Regions from separate parts of the Sus scrofa genome. Here all the other regions are linked to region 3. Evidence: chromatin contacts called from public promoter capture Hi-C data. All regions are on one chromosome and are shown on one strand. Each heading gives the region's core, a stretch centred on a gene start, on an enhancer-like site or on the middle of the called end of the contact. The rest is flanking DNA. Distances are from core to core; before and after follow the strand shown.

What was found. Promoter capture Hi-C pulls out the DNA fragments that hold promoters and counts their contacts.
Region 1: a promoter capture Hi-C map of fetal liver shows a contact between it and region 3, with 2.5 times the contacts expected there. The contact joins the promoter of TUFM here to the promoter of KCTD13 in region 3. A contact is called at or near these places in 1 of 5 promoter capture datasets (fetal liver) and 1 of 2 datasets of contacts at active chromatin or transcription factors (alveolar macrophages).
Region 2: a contact with region 3 is called in a promoter capture Hi-C map of liver, with 4 times the contacts expected there. The contact joins the promoter of SRCAP here to the promoter of KCTD13 in region 3. A contact is called at or near these places in 1 of 5 promoter capture datasets (liver) and 1 of 2 datasets of contacts at active chromatin or transcription factors (alveolar macrophages).

The regions. Positions count from the first base shown.
Region 1 is chr3:18,522,821-18,526,479 of Sscrofa11.1, forward strand. TUFM (elongation factor Tu, mitochondrial) reads right to left here and starts at 1,885. Exons shown (of 10, transcript XM_003124515.4): 1 at 1,556-1,885; 2 at 1,258-1,452; 3 at 619-785; 4 at 302-406; 5 at 52-216. The coding sequence starts at 1,598.
Region 2 is chr3:17,701,047-17,704,453 of Sscrofa11.1, forward strand. SRCAP (helicase SRCAP) reads right to left here and starts at 1,816. Exons shown (of 34, transcript XM_005653006.3): 1 at 1,489-1,816; 2 at 1-49.
Region 3 is chr3:18,140,271-18,143,672 of Sscrofa11.1, forward strand. KCTD13 (BTB/POZ domain-containing adapter for CUL3-mediated RhoA degradation protein 1) reads right to left here and starts at 1,319. Exons shown (of 6, transcript XM_021086431.1): 1 at 886-1,319. The coding sequence starts at 1,129.

The DNA of each region.
Region 1 (3,659 bases), core at 635-3,134, 380 kb after region 3:
TCCCCAGACTCAGAGCAGAGCTCGGGATGCCCGGCCTGACCCCGCCTTCACCTCAAGGGCACAGAGGGCAGAGCCCACGATGATCGGAGTCTCCTCCCCTTTGTAGCCAAACTCTGTGAGCAGTTCCCTGATCTCCAGCTCGACCAGCTCCACCATCTCAGAGTCCTGAACGGCGTCCGCCTTATTCACATACACCACCACGTGCTCCACTCCAATCTGCAGGCGGGAGAGGGAGCAACGGTGTTGTGAGTGAAGGCTCTGCCCTCTTTCCTCCTTCCACCCATACCCTGGCTCTGGGTACCTGCTTGGCCAGTAGTAAGTGTTCTCGGGTCTGGGGCATGGGGCCGTCGTTGGCTGCTACCACCAGGATGCAGCCGTCCAGCGGGGCAGTACCTGTGATCATATTCTGGGTGAGGAAAGGAGAGAAAACTGTAGTTCAGTGACTTGGGGTCCCACCTCCCCCTGCCACCTCCACTGGCCAGGCCCCCAAATCCATGATCTCAAACCCACACATCTTGGCTCTCTTAACCTCCTCCCCACAAGCCTAACATTGTTCCCGATGGGGGGGGGGGTGCGCGGGGGAGCAGTTCCAGGGCCTGCCCCCAGCAGCTCTCTCACCTTAACGTAATCTGCGTGACCGGGGCAGTCTGTGTGGGCATAGTGGCGGTTGGCAGTGCTGTACTCCACGTGGGCCGCATTGATGGTGATCCCTCGGGCTCGCTCCTCTGGGGCGTTGTCGATCTCCTCGTACTTCTTAAACTTGGCCCCGCCTCCCTCGGCTAAAACTAACGGGAGGAGAGCACACCTCTCAGCTAAGGATCTGATCTGGAGGGAGAGGCAGGGCTCAGACCACACCTCTGGGCCCCTCCCACCCAAACGGGAGACAGCCTGGGAGAAAGCAAGCTTCCAAGACCTTCGTCTTCGACTCCTGGAACGGAAATAACTTCACCTTTTAGGGCGTCAAGGGTCAGCCCTGGGACGTCTCTAAGGTAACGCTTCTGCTTTACGGGGCACTCCTCCGGGCTGGAGGGAGGCTATTCGGGGTCCCCCCATTTATGCATCACAAAGTTCTTCATTTCGACGGGAAGTCTTGTCTCCCCAGTCTTGCAATCTACCGCCCACCCAAGGTGAGGCTCCTGGGGCCCATGCTAAACACCTCCAGCAGCGTTCCGGCGGGCCCCACCTCCCCGGCGCCACGTCCCGCCTGCAGAGCGGGCGCTGCCGAATGCCCGACCCCCCCGCCCCAAATCCGCTTACTTTTCGTGATGGCTGCGGTCAGTGTGGTCTTGCCGTGGTCCACATGGCCGATGGTACCCACGTTCACATGGGGCTTGTCGCGCACATAGGTCTTCTTGGCCTCCACGGCCAGGCCGCGGCACAAGAGGGGCAGTGCCGGGGCCTTCAGCGGCCGCAACAGACCCTGCAACAGTGATGTTGGGCCAGCGCCGAGACCTGCCGGGGCAGAAGCTTGGCGTCAGGGCGCGGGTCTGAGCCTGGCCGCTCCCGACGATCCCCGTGTACTCCCGGGCCGCCATCGCCCTCCCCGCCCCCTCACCGCTGAAGAGGGGCGTCGCGCGCAGCAGGGTGGCGGCCGCCATTGTGGTCTTACGAGCGCCGGGAACAGTGGGTACGGCGCACGGACCCCGGCGCGTGCACCAAGCAAAGGGCAATTGAGGCTGGAAGCGGCTTCCGGCGGAAGTGAGGGCCGAGAGGGCAAGTTTGGGCACTTCTAGCCCCGAGTCTCTATGACCCTCCCTGTCAACTTCCGGGCTCGGGACCGAAGACGTCCAGGAAGACGCTGGTGCCTCTGGGGTGGGGAAGGATGAAGAAAGTTTCCCAGACGCCCCTGGCCTTCGCGGGTTCAGGGGCCACGCAGTTCTCTCTGGTGGCGCCGGGGGGCGATGAGCGCCGCAAAGCACACCTGCGCCCCGGAGGCTCATGGGAGTTGTAGTTCCCAGGGCGACAGGCTGTGCGGGCACTTAGCGTGAGAGTTAGGGAGACCGAGGCTGGGTACGTAAGGACGGTCTCGACCCTCTTTGAGGCAGAGGCGGCGGCCCGGATGTGGCTGACCCAGGAACGTCCTGGCCCCGAACCCCGTGGAGTCCCACCCACTGCGCGTGTCTGGCGACTCATCTGGTGGCCAGATCTCGCAGCTGGAGGTAGGACCAGGCCCTGCAACTCTGAGGGGGAAGACGATCCTGGGAGTCTTTCGGGGTTGGGGCTCTAGTGTGATCCTTCTCTCCGCTGACTCTTTGTTTTCTCATCTATAAAATGGAAGTAGTAGTATCTGCTTCATGGACAGATCCTGGCGTCTGGGTCTGAAAGGAAGGGAGCTAGGTAGGAGGCGGGAACGGGGTCCAGAAGGCTCCAGGTCCCACGGTCTTTGACCCTCGCTCCTGGCTCGCAGCCTGCGGAGACAGTTTGCCGTCCACCCCTGTTGCCTCTCAGCAGCCCAGGGAGTAATTCCCTTGATCGTCGTCCCCCCCAGCCACCCAGTTTTATAGATGACCAGGTAAGGGACCAGCCTCTGGTGCCTTTGAGGGCAGCCTGAGCCTGTCTTGTTCCGGCTGTGTCCCTGGCACCTACCACTGGGCGGGGCACTCAGTGAGTGCTCAATAAATGTCTGTTGACTGAATGAATGAGTGCAAGGATAGCAAATGACCTTTAACTTTCACATCCATCATCTCATCACCTTGCAAGGATAATAGCAGCTGCTTAACCTTGATTAATGTTTCTGAAACTCATCAGATCCCAAGACTCAATTTACGGTGTCTGTTTCAAATAGATTCCTTAATTCCTCCTTGGAGATTATGATTCAGTAGTGTCTGGGCACAGACAAGAAAGCTATATTTATTCATAATACATATATACACCCTTCTTAGGCTTAGGGGAGGTTGGAAAATTCAGATCTAGAGCTTTTTTATGGATCAGGCACTGTGAAAATGCTTCATATTGGTTCACATTCAAAGTGCCAAATGTTATTCTGTGGGAATATTATTTCCTCTGTTTTACCAGTGAGAAAACTGGCATCAGGATGATTGAGGAACCCAGCCGAACTAAACTCCAAGAAAGTGTGCACTTAGCCAATGTACTATTCTGTAATTTAACTGTCATTTTTACAATGAGAAACATGCCAAGATGTTTGTCCTCCTGTCCTTCCAAACCCATCAGCTCTCCTTAAGAAGGGCTGGTACAGTATTAAAAGGGTTCCCAGCCCGTACCTCAGTCACTATGCTCCTGGGAATTTATCCTAAGACACTGTTGGCCACTACCAGGATGTGAGATTTTTAGGAATGGTACTTGAACTAATGCTTTCTATTCTAGTGCTATGTTGTTGTTGTTTTTAATTTTAATATTGTGTTTTTAGGGCCGCACTCACGGCACATGGAGGTTCCCAGGCTAGGGATTGAACTGGAGCTGCAGCTGCCGGTCTACAACGCAGGATCTGAACCACATCTTCAACCTACACCACAGCTCACGACAACGCTGGATCCTGAACCCACTGAGCAAGGCCAGTGATCGAACCTGCATCCTCATGGATGCTAGTCAGATACGTTTCCACTGAGCCATGACGGGAATTCCAGCGCCATGTTTATTTTAATGTGTATTAGTTTGAAGGAAAGACTGGTATGGCAAATAGCTTAAAAAAATGAATCAAT
Region 2 (3,407 bases), core at 566-3,065, 440 kb before region 3:
TGTGAAAGTCTGCACTTCCACGGTGCCGCCGTACTGAGGAGAATCACGCCTGAAACAAATGGAAAGGAAAAGAGCATGAGGGACCAATCTACATTTACCAACACCCATCGAAGCCTTCTTTACACTAACTTTTTTGAGACTCGTAGATATACCCAAGTCAATTCAAAGACTGAAAAGGATTACAGTAGTAGAAATAGATCATATTCAAAAAATAAAAGCAAATAATGTTTTGTGAAAAGAATTCCCTAGGACATGAGATTCTGGCTGAAGTAAGGAAATGAAGCCTCCCAAAAAGTTTAAAAAGTTTAAAGGTAAAAGGCTCCAACCACTGAATGAAGAGCAAATTAACAAAGCCAAACAAGTTATCACATCCAGAAGCTCAAAAGGTACTGGCAGCCTGGCAGCCTGCTCTCCTTTCCAGTAAGGGCTGAACATAGGAGAATCCAACCTTTCTCAAGGCAGGGCCCTGGGCCTCCTATGCTGCGCCAGGAGACACTTCCCCAAACACAAGAACTACAACAGGAGACCTTAGAGGAGCAGTCAGGAGGGGAGAAAGGCCGAACAGCAAAGACCCATGCCCCGGAAATAGGCAGGGTAAACCCACACAAGGCCCGGAAGTGTTTCCCCAGTGTTTAAGGAAGCTCCTTAACCACACTGCAGCCTTTGATTCACTCCCTCTTCCACAACTGATTCACTGGACTCAAGCTAACCAGGATCCAAGAAGCCCGAACTCTTGACCCCAGGCTTCATCACCATCTCCTAAGCCGTCCCAACAGCCTGACCCGGCGTGACCCCTGACCTCTGCCCCAAGTTGCCACTAGCCCTAAGATGGCCCCGCCCCCTCCAGACTCCCACCGCACCCAACGTGCGCGACAGACTGGGGGAGGGGCCCGCGCGTGCGCGCCTGGAGGCGGAGAGAGCCGGCTGTGCTCACCGCCCCGGGGCTCCCGCCAGAACCCAAACCCACGCACACAAGGGTCGCAGGGCTGGGAAGCCTCTCGTCCCTGCCCGTCAGGGAGCCCCCCACCACCAGACCGAGAGAGCTTAAGATAAGGAAGGGTTCGTGCCGCCAGATCTTGGCTCCGGACTGGATATGGTGGGCGCGCGCCCCAACTACTCGTCCCACGCCCCCCTTCCTCTTCTCGCGCGCCCCTGAGGTGGGGGGCTGGGGTTGGTGGGCGGGCAGGAGCGCACCTGGGTCCGTCCTCTCAGGGCTCGCTCGCTCGCTCAGGCACGCGTGCGCAGACGGGCGGAAGGGGAGAGAAGACGCGCCCCAGCCCAGTGCCGGCCGGTCTGGCCCCCCTCAGCCTGTCTCTATGGGCGCGCGCCGACAGCCTCGCGCACCGGCCCCGGGGCCCCGGCCGAAGGTGCGCGCGCAGCACCCCGGGAAGGTGGGAGGGGAGGCGGTGGCGGAAAGATGCGCGCGCAGTCAGCCGTCAGGGGAGGGGGAACTGTGGAGCGTCCGCCATCTTGTCTCCCTCTCCTTACCTGCGTCCTCGGGGGCGTGCGCACCACCCCCCCCTCCCGCCGAGGAGGGGGAGGGCCCCCTCTTTGCCGCCTCCTTCGCGGCCTTTAAATCCCCCTGAGGCCCGCGGCTACTGCCACCGCCTTGCTTCCACTGCTTCCTCTCACGGCACAGAGATGCGGGAGGTGGGTGGGGAAAATGGGAGACGCTACTCGCAGCGAACCGCCGCCGCCGCTTCCGAGGCCTCACCAAAATGGCCGCCGCCGTCTCGGCCGCCACCACCAACACCACCGCCACCACCACAGCTCACTATCGCTACCGCCGGCGCGGCCCGTCCTCTCGCGAGACAGTAACTGGAGGTTGGGAGAGCAGGGAGCCTCGCGTGCTAACGTAGGGCGCTACCCGAAGCGCAAGGCAGGCTGGGAAATGTAGTCCGCCCGGAGGCTCCGCGCCTTTCCCGCAGCAGAGCTCTTTACCCTCCACCGGCTAACCTGCCACTGGGGCTGCATTGCAGCTGCCCACTGGGACGTGGCCACCGTACCTTCTTTTATAGATCACCCAGAGAGCTGAAGGAATTTCTCAGGTACTTTCAGCAAGTTAGCAGTGGAGCCTGGATCTCTGGATTCCCGTTGCAGTCCACTCGTATAGAGCCAATGCATTTGACACATGGGTGGTATTGTTGATAGCTCCTAAGCATTTATGCATCAGGTCGCCAACTTTCTGAGTTAAGAACCCCTTAAATTTGTTGTGTTTTGGGGGTTTTTTTGGTAATGGTTGGGTTGGCTGCACGCCGGGCATGCGGAAGTTCCCTGGCCAGGGATCAAATCCGTGCCAAAGTGGGGACCAGAGCCCCATCAGTGACCACCGGAGATCCTCAACCCGCTGCGCCACCAGGGAACTCATTTGAGAATCTGATACCCTCACCCTGGAATAGAATAATAATAATAACGTACCTTTTACTGAGGGCACCTTGTGCACGATCTCAATCCCAACAATGCTCCATTTATAAATGATTTGAGGCTCATAGAGTAATAGAGCTCAAAGCCAAGATTCATAGCCAAGCAGTCTAAGTCACAAGGTTACAAGCACTGTCACAAAATCTACCTCATGAGGGCCGACCACCCAGGAGCCAGGTTAGGAGGCCATAATAAAGCTTTCATTCAGCTCTTCACCTGCTCAGTTTAGATCTCCATTCTACTCTAAGAGTTGATGATTCTCTCTGACCTTGACTTGAAGTTCTGTTTTTCTTTTTCTTTTTTTTTTAAACTTTCTCTTTTTTTAATATTTTTTTTATTTTATTTTTTTAATTTTTTTTGTCTTTTTGGCATTTCTTGGGCCGCTCCCATGGCATATGGAGGTTCCCGGGCAAGGGGTCGAATCAGAGCTGTAGCCGCCAGACTACGCCAGAGCCATAGCAACGCAGGATCCGATTCGCGTCTGCGACCTACACCACAGCTCACCGCAACGCCGGAACCTTGACCCCACTGAGCAAGGGCAGGGATCAAACCCGCAACCTCATAGTTCCTAGTCGGATTTGTTAACCACTGCGCCACGACGGGAACTCCGAAGTTCTGTTTTTCTTACAGCAAATACCAGTGGTTGAAAACTCAAACCTAGAAGGACCAAGAAGATGATGTAAATAAAGCAAAGAGGGGCAGATGAGGAATGTTAGGAACAGGAGGCCGTATACTCTGACCAAAAGGAATAGTCAGCTCAAACCAATGTTCACCCTACAGGAATGTGGGCCAAAATACATCAGATTCAGCCACAGGCTGCCAGTTTGCTACCGCTGACCTGTGCTAGAGCCTCAAGGCATACAGAAGCATGCAAGGTAGATTTGTTGATTGAAAAAAGTGGATAAATGCCCAATCGTTTAGGCCCAGTTCAAAGTCTTTTTTTCCAGACCAAGCTTACATATTTCTGAGACTATCTCATAGAACAA
Region 3 (3,402 bases), core at 69-2,568:
CTTTGTATTCTTCATAGACCTCATTGCCATCTGGAATTACATGTTTCTGTCTTCGTTTTGGTATGTTTACTTGCTTATTGTCTCTCCCTACCCCCACAAAAAAGAAAACTCCATAAGGCTCATCTTAATCAGATTCATTTACCAAACTATCTCCTACACTAACTGGCATTTTGCCAATATTCATTGAACAATAAACTCTTCACCTGCAGATATTTGAAGACTGAGCTCTGCCTCCCCAATTTCAATTTTCCTGCTCTCACAATCCTTGTTAACCTCTTCTGAATCCCCCTCCCTGGACTTTTAAGGTTCCCCTTGAGCATATGGAGCCCGAACCTGACTGCGACACACTTTGAGAAGGTAAGGTTCGCCTGCCAGAGAGAACTGTCCACTCTCCACTCTGGCGTCCCTGGCAAACCCAAAGCAGCCCTCTCCTCTGACAGTCTGTTATTTACAGATAGATTTCTAGAGTGTAGGGACCTGTGTTAGGTCCTCCAACTCTCGGGGGTGGTTGCTGGCAGTGCTGAGGTAGAAGAAACTGATGAAGGTTGCCTGGAAGGGTGCTGTTGGCACCAGGGCTGCTTCCCGAGTCTTTTGAGCTGAGGAGGAAAGAGTGGAAGAGTCCGTGGGGAGCAGTAATGAAAATTTGGTCCTAACATGTTGAGAATTTGCTGGTTACTACTGCTGGGTGTAAAGACCGAGGGAGGAAGGGGATGAAGAATGAGAAAAGGGAGGTGCCATGGGATGTAGGGGATGGAAGAAGTGAGAATGAGTTGACTGGACGGCAAGAGAGAAGGGGCGTGAGAAGACTGGGCGAAGAAAGACTGGGAGAAAAGGGAGACGGGGATCTGGAGGAGGCAGGACAGTAAGCAAGGGCGGCTCGCGTACCTCCGGCGTCAGTGAGCACCTCCGCGCGGCCGCTGAACATGGCCTTGAGCATGGTGTCCTGTCCCGTGAGGGTGCGCAGCGTGGTGTAGTGCAGCGAACCGCCCACGTTTAGTTTCACATACTTGCTGTTCGGGGTCAGGGGCTTGAGACCGTAGGCGGCGGAGCCAGGCTCGAGACCCGCGGGCTTAGGAACTTCCAGGGACTGGGCCTCCGCCGCTGCGGGGCCAGACGCCTCGGCCGACATGCCTGGTGGCGGCGGCGGGCGACGATCCTTGGTTGTCTCCGCACCCTCCGGCCGCTCCCAGAGACCCCGGGACCCGAGCCCTTGGGCCGGACCGCTGGGCCCGCACGCCCCTAAGCCCCGCCGCTACTTAGTGACACTGGCCCTCTGGATCATCGCGCCGGAACCGCCCGGAAGCCGGGCGAGAACTGCGCAGGCGCGTCAAGGTCCCGCCCCCGACCTCGCGCGGCCGGGAGGGAGGAGCATGCGTGGTGGCGGTGGGCTGGCAGAGGGAGTCGAGCGCGGGCTGCGGGAGGGCGGGGCGCCGCGTGAGGTGTGTTCAGGTCGCCTGTCCGGGAGACTCGAAGTAGGGCTCTTGGCCACCTGCCTGTGTGGAAAACACTGCCCCCTTCGCGTATCTCCACTCTCAGGGTGCTTCATGGGCGTGAAGGGGAAGGGGCCCAGAGAGGCAAGGGGTTGGGGCACAGTTTCCCGCCTCCCGGCCCCGCGCATTTGACAGCTGCGAACGAAAGCCCCAAGGGGAGCTCTTAAGGGAGGCCAGACGGAGGTGGCCTCCCAGAGGAGGTGGCAGTAATGCTAGGTAGGGCATGCAGGATGTGAATAGATGAGGTCGTCCGTTGACGAGCGCTTCTCTGAGGAAGTGATACTGAGCTGAAGCTCAGAAGAGACGCCTATGTGGAGGCGGAGGGCAGAGAGTTCCAAGAAGAGCCCGGGGCAAATACAAAGACCCGTAAACCAGACACACTTGGCATATTTAACAGGCAGAAAGAAGGTCAGGGGTGGCTAGAGCAACCTGGACAAGGGTTTTAGAATCCCAGCCTATGTCGTGAGACACCCAACCTTGGAAGAAAGAAATAAGCTAGGAAAACGTTGCTGGTAAAGTGTGGCGAGAAGTGTTTGAATCTGATCTCATCTGCATTCTGTTGAGAGGCTGATACCTGGGACATTTAACAGTCGATCTGAATGTCTAGCAGGAGAATCTGCTGGAGGGAAAATGAAGCATGAAGCTGTAGTTCTGCCTGGCCATCAGTTCACCGGCAGTGTTACTTCTCTCTGGGCTTGTTTGGTTTCTTTTCTGCTGAGTGACGTGTGCAAATGTAAATGGCAGGGGCTAGGTAGGAATGTAAATGAGTGGAATGAACCAGTTACAAGGTATTAGGGAGTAACAGGGCCTGTGTTAGCCTGGAGAGCCCATGTTTTACCCAAAGGGCAATATTGTCAATTCTGATTTTTCAAGTGTAGCTGGTGAGAAAGAGAAAAGCAGCTCATGACAACTGGGACCCAGTTTTCACTATTCCTTCAGAAGCCTCTGTTGCTATGAGGGGGCCTGACACTATAAGCTAGGCTATGATGTTGCCCTGTTGAGCATAAACAATTTTATAGGACACCAGCTTCAGAAAAAACTCCTCTCTGATGAATTGAAAGACTGTTCCATAATCATAATTGAACACGAAAACAGGAACATTGTCCAGACCACAAAAATGACCAATGGTGACCTTTTCCATCACAGTCTGAGTGACGGCTGCTTCTTTACCAAGTCCAGCTTTAGCCCTGATCCATTCCTCCTAACTTCTAGATAAGAATTATTAAGATAACCAAAAAGAAGGAGCTCCCATTGTGGCTCAGTGAGTTAAGAACCCAAACTGTATCCCTGAGGATGCTGGTTTGATCCCTGGCCTTGCTCAGTGGGTTAAAGATCCGGTGTTTTCTTCTCTTCTTCTTTTTTCTTTCTTTCTTTCTTTCTCTCTTTTTTTTTTTTTTGTCTTTTTAGGGCCACACCTGTGGCATTCAGAAACTCCCAGGCTAGGGGTCGTATCAGAACTCTAGCTGCTGGCCTATGCCACAGCCATAGCCACGCCAGATCCAAGCTGTATCTGTGACCTACACCACAGCTCACAGCACTGCCGGATCCTTAACCCACTGAGCGAGGCCAGGGATTGAAACTGCGTCCTCATGGATGCTAGTCAGATTTGTTTCCACTGAGCCATGACGGAAACTCCAAAGATCTAGTGTTGCTGTGAGCTTCGGCCTAAGTCACAAATGAGGCTTTTATCTGGCATTGCTGTAACTGTGGTGTAGGCTGGCTGCTGCAGGTCTGATTCAACCCCTAGCCTGGGTACTTCCATGTGCTGCAGATGTGGCCCTTAGAAGGCAAAACAAGGAAAAAGAAAAAGAATTATCCCTACTTCCTGGCAGCATCCAACCTAGAGCAAATCTCCCCTTTTTTGAATCCTACTAGAAAATCACCCAACACAAGCCCCAATCCTGAAATAAGT